2 separate regions of the Oryzias latipes genome follow, and region 2 is linked to region 1. Evidence: chromatin contacts called from public Hi-C data. All regions are on one chromosome and are shown on one strand. Each heading gives the region's core, a stretch centred on a gene start, on an enhancer-like site or on the middle of the called end of the contact. The rest is flanking DNA. Distances are from core to core; before and after follow the strand shown.

What was found. Hi-C and Micro-C count contacts between places; a contact is called where the count stands out from the background.
Region 2: a Hi-C map of gastrula embryo shows a contact between it and region 1, with 1.7 times the contacts expected there. The contact joins the enhancer-like site here to the promoter of camkk1 in region 1. A contact is called at or near these places in 5 of 5 Hi-C or Micro-C datasets (embryo, fibroblasts and gastrula embryo).

The regions. Positions count from the first base shown.
Region 1 is chr14:21,127,157-21,131,641 of ASM223467v1, reverse strand. It overlaps camkk1 (calcium/calmodulin-dependent protein kinase kinase 1), which reads right to left and starts at 2,812. Exons shown (of 16, transcript XM_020709044.2): 1 at 2,358-2,812.
Region 2 is chr14:21,204,585-21,209,339 of ASM223467v1, reverse strand. It overlaps p2rx1 (P2X purinoceptor 1), which reads left to right. Exons shown (of 14, transcript XM_004076615.4): 9 at 1-56; 10 at 870-960; 11 at 1,049-1,114; 12 at 1,193-1,288; 13 at 2,627-2,710; 14 at 2,866-3,364. The coding sequence ends at 2,907. Among protein-coding and RNA genes, the nearest start is that of p2rx1, 16 kb to the left of the region's middle. Within about 2 kb of position 2,234, at least 2 of the 8 cell types and tissues checked have an H3K27ac peak or open chromatin away from gene starts, as enhancers often do. A contact at or near this core is called in gastrula embryo, where this site is marked.

The DNA.
Region 1 (4,485 bases), core at 1,563-4,062:
GTAAAAAGGACAGCAGATAAAAGTACCTCACGCCATTTTTCTCTGCGCTTCCTTATTCAGACGAAAGCTTCTCTGTTATTTTGAGTTTGCTTTGTCGCTCATCCTGCAAACCTGGAGTGATTCCATGGCAGTTGTGTTCTGCAAACACTGTGAGGATTCCAGGAACTGGCAGTCGGCTCCACAGAGGAGGCAGATGCAGAACAACCAGGGCTGCAGATCCAGCTGTTTTTTGTTTGTTTTTTCCTTTTTCTGCAGAGTTGTGATACAAGTCCATGCTAGCCCACAAGAAAAAAAACGTCTTTGCAAAGATTCATTATGCCTGAACTTTTCCTTTCAGAATAAAAGCTTCATCCAAAGAATAAAATCACTTCTGTGTACAAAGGTCAGCCACGAAGGTTTTTTTTAGGCTGATCTGAAAGCATTATGATTCAACCTGCCTTGCACATCATGAGAACAAATACACCAGGCACAATTCTGCAGAATGTATGCAACAAACATGAGAATTTGCTGAATCTAAAACAAAGAACAGAAAAGAAAATAGGATTTATCCCAATTCCTTGCAATTCCATGTAGCTAGTTTCCATTTTATCCACCAGTTAGTGGATAAAATGGAAAGTGACAGGAGGCCAAAAGTGAAGCTGTGTTTCATAAAACAAATAGAACAGATGTTCACGCTCTGTAAACATGAAGAGCATAATACAGCCAAACCAGAAAAACAGTTGCACTGTTGCCTCTGCCCTCATCACTTTTGAGCCACCTATTGCCCTCTGGGAAATATGCCGGCCATGGTGCAGAGGTAGAGCGGTCAACCTCTGATCAGAAGATCACAGATTCAATTCCCGCTCTGCCTGTGTCCTTGACCAATAATAATAATAATAATAATAATTTGGATGACTCGAAACATGTAAGGTATTTAAACATAACCCTGAGGCAGACTGACTGAGGCGTGGCTGCCAGTTTGCGCCAACTGCCCATCTAACCGTCACCGGGATGTTCATACACATTCACAAGCCAGTGGAGCCACACTGGAGGCAGGGAGGGTGGGGTATGTTGCCCAAGGACACAACAGTCTACCCTTCGATCATTGGCCGACATGCTCAACCGCCAGAGCCACTGCCGCCAATGCAAGACACTGAACAGTGTGTCAATGTGTGTGTGCATGGGGGAATGGGACTGTGACTGGAAAGCACTTTAGGCCTTTGATGAAGGAAGCAAATTGCTATATAAATATAGACAATTTACCACCCTCACCTTTCAGCAATCAGATAGGCACCAGTGACCTAGTGACCCCAAATGGTAACATAGTGGGTTAAAAAAATTTATAGTTTTCCCAGAGTAAAAAAAAATTTGAGTTTTTCATAATCCTCTTTTACTGTGGGTCACCAAAGGTCACATATGGCACACAAAAAATTAGATTGTTGCACTTCTTGCATAAAGAAACCCAAAAATAATTTTAAATACATAAATAAACAGCCAGCATGACAAAATATGCACAAGTCACGTCACCAAACGTTTTCTTTTTTCCATCTCTCTCTGTCTGCCCATTTATGGTAACTTGTCTGCATATAAAACAAAAATAAAAAAAAAAGCCCCCATGAGCAGCTAAAGTCTAAAAAACATGCGCGCTGTTGCGACACATTCTGCAGCCAATTCTGCAGAACTCCTTTTACAAACTGACTTGAGGGCACTCAAGCAGTCCTTGTGCCAACCTGGTTGCCTTGGCTTCGAGCCACAACGCACGCTACAGTGAGCCGGTTGGTCCGCCCGTCAGTCTGGGAGGAAATATTCCAAAAATGCACCGTAATTCTTTTCACCAAGTTCAGTCTACAACGAGGAGGGAGAAAAAACGGAACAATGACAAAAACAGGAACTAAATAAGTGAGGACTTTAACAGCAAAGTCAGCTATGTGGAGGACAAGTGTTCTGGTTTAGTGGTTTCACAAAAAGAGACCGAGCAGATCTTTTCCCAAACTTCACGCAGAAACCATATAAATGTGTTTGGTCAGTAGATCAGGTGTGTGGAGATCTCACTCCTGTATTCCGGATCAGGAGCCACCTGCCGGGCCCAGAATTCCCACATGTCAGCAAAGCTTTGCAGCATCCGCTCAGGATCCACGGCTCGTCGTGTGCGCGTGCTCCTCGTCCGTGCAGCCTGCAGCTCCGTGGCGCAGCGCAACAAACTGCAGAGCATCCCCCTTTGCAGCCGCGAGCGAGCATCAATAAAACACGGCCAGCATGCCCGCGCGCACAGATCCATCCGCTGCGCGCAGCCACATTTCCAGCTTCACTTCCCAAACACCACCACCAGGAAAAACGCCAACAGCGGGGTTTGGATTATTTTTAAAAGTTTCACTCACCCAATCGAGCCCCTTCAGTGTTCCACTCCCGGGGAGGGATGTCCCGTTTGGATGCGCGTCGCTCCTCTGCTACCCCCTCTCCAGCGGGCCGTTCAGCCGTACAGTCCGGGAGGCAGCTGCTTGTTTAGGTGTGAGGGAGGATCAGCTGCTGACCCGAGACACGTCCCATGTTTCACACCCTCTCTTCCGGAAACCGCGGACAGAGTGCACACTCCTCCTCCTGCACGTGAACGCAGCCCAGCTGCGCAGCTGGCTGCTGCCGCAGTCTGCTCACAGCCGCGGAGGAGGAACCGGCTGCACACACACTTTGACACAGACTGCTTTGTCGACAGCTCACACATCCCAACTTTTATTATTCTGCCGCGGATGCATCCACGGGTCCTAAGATCCGCCCGTTTTACGCAGTGGTACCTCTGGGGCTTGGTTCGTCAGAGCGCACCGCGCATTTTTTCAGGGAAGGTTTTATAGATATCATGGCTCCAATCTGGGTTTAAGAATCACACGTGCCACAAGTGGGATCTTTTAAGTTTCGCCTCCAGCGAAAGACTCTCGTGTGTTCAGTGCAGCTGGCGCCTCTGCTGGTCGTCCTTAAAATCTCTCCTTAAAACCATCAAGCAGCATAACATGAACTTTTGATGCTTTATTGATGTTACAGCACATCAGATTAATGCAATCTCTTAATTGAAATTTACAAAGTGCATTTTTATTCTGTTTTATCCAAATTTCCTGTTTATTATTTAGATTTCATCGACAGAATGAACAACCGATGGCTGTTTTATTCTATGTGCGTTTCAAAAACATATGAACCTCTCCCTCATTCAAGAGAAACCAGCCTCCCCCATGTGTGTTCACACATGTTTATCTTCATGCTAAGCATACAATTATAGATTAGAAAAACCTATTCCAGAAAATCCCTGAAAGACCCACCTCCACAAAAATTGTGTTGTTTTGCACTGCACACAAATAGATCCAATATTGCTTGCTACTTTTTATTTTTATGCCCCAGTAATGTTAGGTTGGGGGTGTGAGGGGCTGTAAGCTAGCAGGAGGGCATGTAAACAGATGACTGATGAGAAGGGAGCAAGTTTACTCAGTGACAACGCCCCGCCCCCTCCATCAAAGAGGGGATTTTCTGATGAACTGCTGCTGCTATGTCCTAAGACGACTTGGGGTTTTTGATTTGGGCTAAAGACTGCATAATCATAATTAAAAGACAATTTTAGAACAGATCAGAAGAGGATTGGAATGGAACTTTACAACCTCAAACAGTTCATCAGCCACCAAGGTGGCTGACCTTTCTCCTTTTTCTATTTACAGTGTCCTCAAAGGTAATTAAACTTTTAAGTGTTTTCTTCGGGAAATATTTTTATCAGACCAGGATCGTTGTCTCGATGGTTGAGTTTCATCCAAAATGAATCTGAAAAATCCCTTGAAACACAGACTGAAGTCGAGTTTTCGTGTTCAGGAGAACTTCCACCAGAAGTTATTTTCAGAAAGCAGCTGTGTTTTAGGGATGACATGAGTCTGGTTGCTTCTGGAAATGTTTCTACATGATGCCAAACATAATCTTGAATATATGATGTTACATAATTTGCCTGCTGTTTATTTACTTGCTGCCACTGGGAATGCTGTTTCGAAAGCATTAGGCGAACTTTCACCTTTATGCCGTCGACTGCCAACATGTAAGGGGCCCAACTGCTGATGTTAGGTAGTGGATGTCGGCTAACTTTCTTGGCCTAAATGAACGCAAAACTAAGGTAATTGTGTTTAACCCCTAGTGGTTGAAAAGATCATGGTTTTGATCTCCTCTCTTTTGCCCCCTTTGAACAGTCTGTGGTGACAAACCTGGATTTTAAACTTGATGCAGGTCGACCTCCAAATAAACACTGACTAGGTCCTGCTTTTATCAGATGCAACATCTGAAATTGTCACCCATGCCTTTGCGTTGCCAGACTAAATTATTGAAATTCTTTGTATGCTGGGTTACCAAAGGCTTCAATAGCCAGGCTGCAGCTGTTCCAAAATCCAGCAGTCAAATTTATTTGTAGGGCAAAGAAGTTTGACCACAAAACACCAATCTTGGTCTCTTTGAACTGGCTGCTACAGCAATATTTGCTTTTTGTTAAAA
Region 2 (4,755 bases), core at 985-3,484, 78 kb before region 1:
TATGGAAACCCTCGGGTGAAGGACACGTCCAAAGCTTCAGTGGGCTACAATTTTAGGTGAATGCACTGAAGGGGACCTGCAGAGTTGCATGCTTTAATACTAAAGTCCCCAACTTTGTAAGAAGGCTGCAGCAACCACCATCAGACTGGCTAAAGTATACAATCGGAAGCATTTGTAGATTTTGTGATGCATGAAGCTCTAGCTGCAGGTCACACATGGACACATTCAGCAAAAGCCTTGATCGCTTTCCCAGCTGACCCATCCCTTGGCAAAAAGTAGTACATTTGAAGTTTATTGTATACTTGAGTAAAAGTACAGCAAGTCTACTATACACCATGAACGTGTAGTGTAGGAAGTGTATAAGTCTTAAGACTCAATTTAAAGTTTAGAATGGACAGTATATACAAAGTAAACCTCTAAGTATACCGCTTCACTTTTAGTATTGCCTAAGTATACAGATAATTTACTTAAGTAGACAACGTCTTGCTGAGGGATGATGCATAAGATTAGCCCAACCTTTGTCCAAAATCTCACAATCTGCTCTTTTATGCTAAGCTAATGTATTTAGCTTCTAATTTATTACAACAACACATATAACATTTTTTAAAGCAGAGAACAAATTCAAATATATTAAATAGTCTGATTTCAATTTTTGTATCAACACAATTCCCATTACAAAAAGGAATGGTAAACATTTTTTTTATTTGTTGCAAATAAAATAAAAATTCAACAGCTGCTTTTTTATGCTGCAAAAAATCCTAGTCCACCAAGAAATGTGTTAATTGTTTTCTGCAGTTTTTATAAAACAGTTGAAAATATCCAGCATTCAACAGTTGAGGCAACTTGTAATAATTATTGTGTGTTTATAGGTATGCAAAGTATTATATGGGAGACAAAATGGAGAAAAGGACTCTCATGAAGGTTTTTGGCATCAGGTTTGACATCATTGTGCAGTCACTGGTTAGCAACAATTTTTATTTTATACCTATAAATAACTGACAAATAAAAGTTGTTGTTTTTTTAACTCACGGTAAATTGATTTTTGCAGGGACGGAAATTTGATATCATTCCAACCCTGACTGCCATAGGTTCTGGAGTGGGAATTTTTGGAGTGGTATGTTTAACACAAAATTGTTTCAATTGTCATCGATGTAATCAATGAGAAGTGAATGTTTCCTCTTTGTCCTTTCAGGCAACTGTAGTTTGTGACTTAGTGCTGCTGTATGTGCTCCCAAGAAGAGACTTTTACAAAAACATGAAGTTCAAATACACAGACACAGCTGCACAGGTGAGTTCCATCACAGACTTTTTTCTGTTTAAACACAAGATGGCAGCAGAAGTGCACCGTGCTTCCAGATAGACATTGGTTAATCACCAACATGGAATTTTCTCTGTTTGAACATATTTGGATTTTGGCACCAAATACCTAAAAATAGAAATCAATAGGCAACAGAGTTGGGTTCGTCTTTGTTCCTAAAATATTAAGATCGCGTAAGGCCCCTATCACATTATACACTCCAACACACACACACACACACACACACACACACACACACACACACACACACACACACACACACACACACACACACGCATTAGACAAGGAAGGTGGAGCTACTGATCTTCTCGTCCCGTACCATGGCATGGCCCTCTATCCACAGAGGGACATGGATCCCTGAGTTGTCTGGCTAGGCCATTAGCAAGGAATCACATCTGAGTCTGAGGGTGTCTGTGTCCCTGTGGTGTTGGTTCTGGCCTTTGCCTCTGAGCACTGGGCCTCTTCAAAATTCCAAACAGTGGGGGAGCCTGGTTGCCCACTGCTGCTTTGGTGGGGGGGTCTCGGTGTGGGGGGGGCCGGTCTATCCTCCTCTATTTACATTCCATCATCCACCACAGTAGAACACGCATACTCATCCGAGCACAGGTACCAGCTCATTTTGCTCAAACAGTGTGCATGACAGAATGATATATGCTTGACGTGTTTGTGTGTATACACAAGTATGTGTGTGTGAGGTGTATTGGTATTGGGAATGTGTTGCCATGTTTGTGTGAGAAGACTTTAGGAGCCAACAGGTATGTTAGTGTTTGAGCGTGTCTTTGGACAGGCCCTACACTAGACTAGCATGATGATAAAGTTCCAGCAATTTGTTGCCTCTTTTTGTGATTCTACCCCCTCGTACTGCTTCTCCAACTTCCTTAACCCCCTTTTTCTCCCCCTTCTTTTGTAGCCTTATCCCCATCTCTTAACATCCCTCTATGTCCTTCTCCCTTCTGTTTTTCATCCGGTCCAACAAGAAATGCCTGCACACATGATTAATATGAATAAAGTTTAGCTTCAAATACCAAAGGGGTTTATTCAAATAAACACCTTGTGTGTCTGAAAAATCATATGCCCCTATTAAAAAAGTAAAATCTGTCCAACACAAGAGGCCTTCAGCTCTGATCTGTTTGCTCAGCTCCTGGACAGGACATGTTACAAAAACAGAACAAACAAACAAAAAAATTTGGTGTGTGGCCCTCTGAGTTTAGGGTGGTACAATTTTATAATCTGAGACTGGATAAATCCTGCGTCTGCACCCAAAGCATCCCCTTTAACTAAAACAGGTAGAACATTTTTTATCTACAGCAGGAATTGCGTGGTTTAGGCTCATCTGTCTATTACACCCTTGAAGCAAATGCAAGACAAGTGCGACGCAAAGACAAGACCAACGTGAGTGTGTAATGAAGCTTAGACAGTAAAGCTCTTTCGCTTTATTTGTATTTTTGTTTGTCTGTTTGTTTGCTTGAGCGTTCCATCACGTGATACTAAAGATCTAAAAAAAAAAAAAAAAGTAATTCTGTCTGGTTTTGATTTCTGTCCTGCAGGATCCAGATTTGGACACAGGAAGCATCAAGACATCGGAATAGCCAGCATTTTTTTTTTTTTAAGCAATAAAGCCAAGAAAATAAGATTGCTGACGCATTGGCCGTTTGCTGTTCTTGCAAAGAAATGACCTGGGAGCAAACAAGTTGCTTTATAAGATGTAGCACAGGGGAACCAAAGACTCAACTCACAAAATGAATAGACTCCTGGGCAATAAAGGAACTCTGTCAGATGTCCTTTCTCAGAGCGTCTTCATCCATCCTCATCACCCCACTGTGTGACTCTAAAGAGCTACTACAGAGCCCCTCTGTGTGTGTACTTTTTTAGGTGTTTCTTTGTTTACATTTGTTCATTCTGTGGGTGTAACCTCCACCACTTTAAATGTCCATGACACACTGTGTTCATGCAAGTCATTGTCGAGTCTGTGTTTGGATATGCCATGATGCGTCCCACCCAGCGCACACATGCCATTAAGTCAATAAAAGAGGTACGATAACAACAGAAGTTTCTACTTCTTTTTATTTTTTTTATTGTACTCAATGTTTAGAAGTACAAAAGCATGCGAAAAATAACTTATTCATATTGGTACATATGTACAGTGTAACACCTGCATTGCGTAGGGATGTGCCATGCTTTCGTTTTAGTGCCTTGACATCAGCGTGACTACATTCAAATACACACAGGAGACAGACAGACGGCAGAGACCTTTGTAACACATCAGGAGAAAAATAACACGGTAGATTAGCAACTGTTTCTTCACTGGAGATTATGTACACATTCCCAGAGTCCTCCTCCCCTGGATGAAACTATGATCCGAAGTTATGATTAAAATAAGATTCCCTTTGCTTCCTATGGTGTGGCTGCCTCCAGTTCTTCCTCTTCCTTCTGTATTTCTCTGCAAAAAGGACTGAAACCTGTGATGAGAGCAATCCGTAGTGGAGGATGAGGGATTCATCAAATTACAAATCTGCAGCAAAAAAAACACTTTTTTTAACCCTTCTGCTATCCTATGACCCCACCCTTACATTGACGTGTTATTCCAACCATGACAAAGGTGGATAAAGGTGAAGAGTATTTCATGTCATCCATGGACACCAGTGAAGATCACAAATCATTGAAGACAAAAGGTTCAGCGCACAGTCTTGTGGGGTCCAGATGACCCCACTCCCAGTGTTAAAGTGCCTAGGATAGCACAAGGGCTAAATAAAAGGGGACATATTATAGCACTTAGGATCCAATTTACAGCAAACATAATGTGGAAACAACAAAAGATTAAAACATGAGAACTGTTCTAATCTATGACGTCACACTTCCCCCATAGTTTTAGATTTTGGACTCGAGCTATTTCTGCAAGGCCTAATTGTATTTAGTTGATAATTACTTGTGATTTAATTTGAAATTCAATTTTTTATTGCATTTGTGTGACTACACAATCATCTAGATCAGGGGTCTGCAACCTCAGGATCCAGAGCCACATGGGACACTTTTATCTGTGGCTCTTCGGCTTTGAAGAAAAATATCAACCATCCAAATAAATAATAGGTTTACTAGTTACATTGTGTCATTTATCTTTAAAATTTTAAACATAGGTACACGAGTAAAGATTAACAGTTTTTTTTTCTTTTACCACTGTTGACATTACAGTAAATCAAGAGGTGAGAGCTTTACCATTCCTCCAAAATGTACATGTCAGATATCTAAGCAAAATGATGTAAAATATTTTATCTATTGTATCAAAAGTAATGCAATTTAATTATTGTAAATATTTATAAGGTAAATTTCATAAATGAATGGCGTAATGGCCACAAAAACACAATTAGTGTATTTTTCTAAACCTTGGGACATTCCAGCTTTTGCTGGGTTTTGTTCGGGAAGAAAGCGGAACAAAAAGC